Linked DNA regions of Sus scrofa: region 2 is linked to region 1. The links are chromatin contacts, called in public promoter capture Hi-C maps. All regions are on one chromosome and are shown on one strand. Each heading gives the region's core, a stretch centred on a gene start, on an enhancer-like site or on the middle of the called end of the contact. The rest is flanking DNA. Distances are from core to core; before and after follow the strand shown. Region 1 holds the start of FAM46C (family with sequence similarity 46 member C). Region 2 holds the start of MAN1A2 (mannosyl-oligosaccharide 1,2-alpha-mannosidase IB).

Region 1 (2,700 bases), core at 71-2,570:
AACAAACGTTAAAAAAGCAGCAGGTTCCTATTTGAGACAACGATTTAGGCAGCCCTGCAGAAGCCTCCCTCTGGACAAAAAAAAAGGGGGGGGGGTTGCAAGGAGACCGAACAGATCCTCCCCACAGGGTCCTGCCCTAACAATCGGTTCTAGTGCTCCTGGATGAACCGGAGTTCTCCAGAGAAACTCGCCAGGCACTTCCCCGGAAGTCGTCTCTTCCTTCGAGGTAGCGCCGATTTGTTTCTCTCGGGCAGGCGTTCCGCGTTTAGGTGCACAGGCTGCTACCCTGCACTCGTCAGGTTCGTCACCCTCCTCTGGCTCCCTCCCACCTTCGCGATCTGAACTGTGACACCTCTCTGGACAGCCGTGCCCCTAAGCCGCCCGCGGCTCCGCTAGCCCAGTCAACGGACGGCCGTGGCTTTCCGCGTACAGGCTAAGCAAGTTTCATTCCTAAAAGGGGAGGAACCAGGTCGCAGACGCCGTCTTCCCGAGAGAAGCAAAGCCCACGCGTCACTCGCTTGGATCACTTTGCTGCTCTCGGCGTCCCCAGTCTAGTGCGAGTGCAGGAGAAGTTAGAGATCTCCGCCCTCTCCCTCAAACCCTGGCGCTGGCACCCAGCAGGGGGAGGGTCCCACCCCTGTCCTCCCCTTCCCGGACTGATACAGCCCCCGACCGCTGCTGTCTCCAACTGCACCTTCCAGAGCCGCCGCATTCGAATTTGCGCTCGGCCGGCCGGCCAAGGTGTGCGCACCCGCGGAGCGCCCGGACGAGCCCGAGAGACCGCAAGCAAGGGAGGAGTGGTGCGGCCGCCGTCGGACCCGGGGAAGGAGCTGAAGGCCCCGTCACATACACTTCAGCTGCTCGGCAGGCTCGGGCCAGCACGGAGCCCGCGGGACGCGCGGAGCAGGAACTCGCCGAAGTTTGCCAGGCCCGGTCGAAGTCTCTCGAAAGTTGTAGCTCCCTCTCGGAGCGTCTCGCCTGGCCCTCGGGGGCGACAGGATAACGGGGGTGTCGTCGCTGGAGCTGAGGGGGAAGGGGGCACAGGGGCCCGGCACCTGTCCGCACCTCACCTCGGGGCCGCGGCGTCCCCTCCGGGCTAGGCGAAGACTTAGGCTCCTCTCGGCTGGAGCGGACCCCCCGAGAGCAGGGCGCGCGGCATTCTGGGACCGCGCATCCTCGCACCTTTAAAGGAGGGGGTTGGTGGACTCACCTGGGCGGCGGCGGCGGAGGAGACCACAGAGGCAGGTCCTTGGCGTGGGCAGCCCCCCAGCAGGAGCGGCGCGGTCACTACAGCCCCCAAGCAGCGGTACCGAGTGAGCAGTCCTGCCGCCGCCCCCTCCGTTTTTATATGGCCTGACCACGCCCCCGTCCGCCGCCACCGCCCCCACCCCCGCCCCTTAGCCTGCCCTCCCGGGGGAGCGAGGGGCGGGGCGGGGCGGAGCCGGCACCCACCAAATCCTTCCGCCGGGGCGCTGACGACGAGGGCAGGGCGAAAGGTGCCCTCTGATTGGCTCCTCGGGTGAATGGTTGCCGAGAGACGAGTAAATCTTCGGCGGCGGGAAGGGGCCGGGGTGCCAAAGGAGATAGCATTGCGCAGGCTCAATAGAGAGGGGCTGCGTTGACAACCCCCCCCTTAACTTCGGAGTTACTCAGACTCCCTTTCGACTTTCCACTACCTTCTCTTTTGCTGGTGGTAGCGCATAACTTATCACCCAACTGCCCCGCGCCCAAGTTTTTTTCCAGCTCTATTCCGCTCCCTCGCGGGTCTGTTTTTTTTACTTCTCTGGGAATTTTAGCTTTAGTTCCCTCTCCGGTAGTGGGGAGTGAAGCCCCCACGCCTACCCCGGACTCGAGTTTTTCTTTTTTCTTTTTTTTTTTTTGCCATTTCTAGGGCCGCTCCTGCGGCATATGGAGGTTCCCAGGCTAGGGGTCTAATCGGAGCTGTAGCCACCCGCCTATGCCAGAGCCACAGCAATGCAGGATCCGAGCCGCGTCTGCAACCTACACCACAGCTCACGGCAACGCCGGATCGTTAACCCACTGAGCAAGGGCAGGGACCAAACCCGCAACCTCATGGTTCCTAGTCGGATGCGTTAACCACTGCGCCACGACGGGAACTCCCCGGACTCGAGTTTTGAAGTCGGGGAGAACACTTGTTTTCTGAGCCAGACGAGCCTTCCTGATCCCCCAAGCAAATTGGCTGGAGGTCATTGGGGAAAGGGCCAGCACAGTTGGTTCTCTGGAGCGGTTACCACCTGTGTGCAGTTAGTGGGACTAAGGGCCTGGAGGAATCCATCGCCAAGCCTGCAAACTGCGGCAGCTTCAGCCGTACTCTTACTCGTACTCGGAATGTCACAGGGCTCAGTCGTGTCTGTTACATAACATGCAGGCGGGGTTTGGACGCTGTCCCGTCACTCCGTAGCAAGTGGTTTCGAGTCCAGGTTCTAAATTCAGATTAACCTGGATTGGGATCTCTATTCACTACCTAACTATCTGTAAGGCCTTGGGCAAGTAACTTAACCAACCCTCCATAAATCTCCATTTCCTCACCTGTACGGAGGGACTAAAATCGGAACAGCTTTGTAGCGTTATATAAGTATCAAATAAGAAAATGGAAAGTTATTAGCGCAGTGCCTGGTGTAAAGTGTGTGGTAAATGTTCTTTATATCAAATAGTAGGTCTTGCATTTATTGAGCTTAT
Region 2 (2,700 bases), core at 109-2,608, 220 kb after region 1:
GTTTACGCTCTTGGGCAGAGTATTTTATAAAGTTCTCATCTTCCAGCGAAGGTATGATACATCGAACAGTCTTCAGGATCTTGGCAAAACAAGGGAGACTCAATTTTTCTCCTTCTAAAGGACTCCTGTGCTTATGAATAGGGCACCTCTTTCACGCTCGTCCAATTACATTCAGAAATGCGTGTGGCCCCCGAACGATCACTAGTTTATGTCCTATGAAATCTCCTTTGCCATCTGGCTTTCAGTACCTCACCGGGTGATCCCAAGTCTCCTCTTCATTCCTAAGGGTAGATCAGGCAAGCAACACCGCAGAGAGGATGCAAGGTAGGTTCTTCCATTCCTGCACCTCCGGGAGATGCTCCACTGTGGTCTCCCGCCCCAAAACGGAGCCCGACGTGATCCGAGGAGTTGGAGAGGTTCACTCGAGCTCCTCCGGGGCTTCGATGGCAGAATCCCTTAACCTCGGTGGTCGGAAAATAAGAGGCTCCTCGGAAGTCAGCCAACCCGGAGGAGGGTCTCCCGCCTCGCCAGGAAGCCGAAGCAGCCGCGCAGGGCGAAAAGCAGGAAGGAGAGCTCGGACGCCCGCGCCTCCTGACACCGGCCCCGGACTCAGGGAACCGGCAAGAGCTCCGACGCTGCCCACTCGACGGCTGGCTCGAAGGGCATCCGCGTCCAAAATACCTGAGCCCTCCCAGCAGCGGCCGCCTCGGCCGCTGTTGCCACCACTCGGGTCTGTCAGGAGCGGAACTTCCTCCTCGGCGGCCACTAAGAGGCCCCGGCGTGTGCAGGGGGAGGGGAGGCGCCGCGGCCGCCCCCGCCCGGCTCCTCCTCCTCCTCCTCCTCTCGGCGGCGGGTTAAGTTAACCCTGGTGCCGGCTCCCCGAGTGAGGCCGCCGCTGACCCCACCGCGCCCGGCCGCGGAGACCGAGCCCCCGGGGCCCCGGGGCGTGGAGGAAAGCTGAGCCGCAGCCCCTCGGTCCGAGAGCCCGGGGCAGGCGCCTGCTCATTCCTCGCTCAGCCCGGGAGCGGCGGCGACCCCGGGCGCGCGGGAGCAGCCGCGTCTCGGGCGGGCAGAGGTCAGCTCCGTCTCCTTCTTCCCGGGCCGCTGGCCGCCGTGGGGGCCTCGGCCGCGCTGCCTCCGATCGATCGCAGGTCCTCGCTCCGGCGGCGGCGGCGGCGGCGGCGGGAGAAGCGGCGCGTCCACGCGGTACGGGTACGCGGCCCGGTCCTCGTCCCCTGGCACCCTAGGCCGGGAGGGCGCGGAGCAGCCGGGGACCGACACCCGTTGGGCTCACGCCGAGAGGGAGGCGGCGGAGGCGGAGGCTGGTAGGGGGGCGCGGGCCGGCCTCCGGCCCGGACTCGCGAGTGGGCGTCCCCGGGCGGCGGAGTGTGAGGTGCGCGCGCACGCTCCCGGCCCCGCCGCCACCGCCCCTCCCCCGCCCCGCCCGGCCCGCGCTCCGGTCTCGCGCCGCTGCGGGCTCCAGCGCCTGCCGCCCAGACACCAGCCGACCGCGCGCCCCCTGGAAGCGTCCTGCAGCCGCCTTCTGGGCGCGCGAGGCGAGAAAGTCGCCGGTCTGCCTCACTGGTAACTTCACCCGTGCCCAGCTTTGCCGTCCCCCGTTCGTGGCCTTGACCCGGCTTGGGGAATGGGGGAGGGCGCGGGTCGCCATCCAGAGTTACTGGGACTGAAGGGTTCTGCTGGCCAAGGTTCACATTTACTCTGGCCCCGTGAAAATCTTGTCTTCAGTGATGGACCATTGGTCCCTGGGGCTCAACGACTAGGTCTCCAGCTTCTTCCTTGCAGCCCACGTGCACCTCGTTGGGCACCCGAGGCCCGAGCCTTCTCTATTGAGCACCAATTGTGTGCCAGGCTCTGTGTTAGAAATAAAATGGCGACTCTAAGATTAGGTTTCCTGGCTGAGAAGTCTGATAGTTGCCCATGCGACTCTATAGCACAACAGCCTACTTGGGGTTCAGTTTTTGGAAGATAGTCTCCCATCAAGTCCTTCACACCCCGCTCCACCACCCTTCCTGTAAAGAGAGAAGTATGATCCAGGAAGTGCTAAAACCCCAAAAGACAACAGCGTTGTTTAAATATAGGCTTAAAAGCAATCTGAGTTGATTCTGTTATCCATAGTATTGAGGAGAACCATGTGATTAAGTCCAAAAAATTTCTTTGTAATACATAAGTATTCTCACTTCCAGTTTCCTTTGAGTGTGTTTTATTCCGATATTAAGACAAGCTGTCATTGCCTCTGCACATCCTTAGTGCTGATTGGGAATTGGAGAGGAGTCCCTTAAGTGGCAGGGTCCAAAGGTCAGCCTTAGTTACAAATCAGACAAAAAAACTTCATGTTCATTGGAACAATTCAAAGTACATTTCAGTCTGCACTATTGCCAGAAGCACTGCATGTCTAACTACCTACTATATGACAAAGGAAGTCATTGTCATTTAATTCGCCTAATAAAAGACAAAAATGCCAAGGGCCACCTCTCACCCAGTCAGCCTGACAGCCCAATCCAAAGTGGGGTTTGTGTTGGACACTTGTAAAGAGTAGATTTAAGAAATTTCCTGCTTTCCCAATGTGTCCTTATAAAGTGTGCCAATTTTATGAATAAGTTTCTAAAGCCAGGGCTTCGGTAAGCCAAAGGAAAAGAAACTTTGGTTTTCAACTATTGGGGTCATTAATTTCCTTGGAAA

Evidence for each region. Promoter capture Hi-C pulls out the DNA fragments that hold promoters and counts their contacts.
Region 2: a contact with region 1 is called in a promoter capture Hi-C map of liver, with 3 times the contacts expected there. The contact joins the promoter of MAN1A2 here to the promoter of FAM46C in region 1. A contact is called at or near these places in 1 of 5 promoter capture datasets (liver), 1 of 47 Hi-C or Micro-C datasets (fibroblasts) and 1 of 2 datasets of contacts at active chromatin or transcription factors (alveolar macrophages).

The regions. Positions count from the first base shown.
Region 1 is chr4:103,152,754-103,155,453 of Sscrofa11.1, forward strand. FAM46C (family with sequence similarity 46 member C) reads right to left here and starts at 1,321. Exons shown (of 2, transcript NM_001315609.1): 1 at 1,211-1,321.
Region 2 is chr4:103,375,774-103,378,473 of Sscrofa11.1, forward strand. MAN1A2 (mannosyl-oligosaccharide 1,2-alpha-mannosidase IB) reads right to left here and starts at 1,359. Exons shown (of 13, transcript XM_001927622.7): 1 at 1-1,359. LOC110260487 reads left to right here and starts at 318. Exons shown (of 3, transcript XM_021090828.1): 1 at 318-780; 2 at 963-1,584. The coding sequence starts at 318.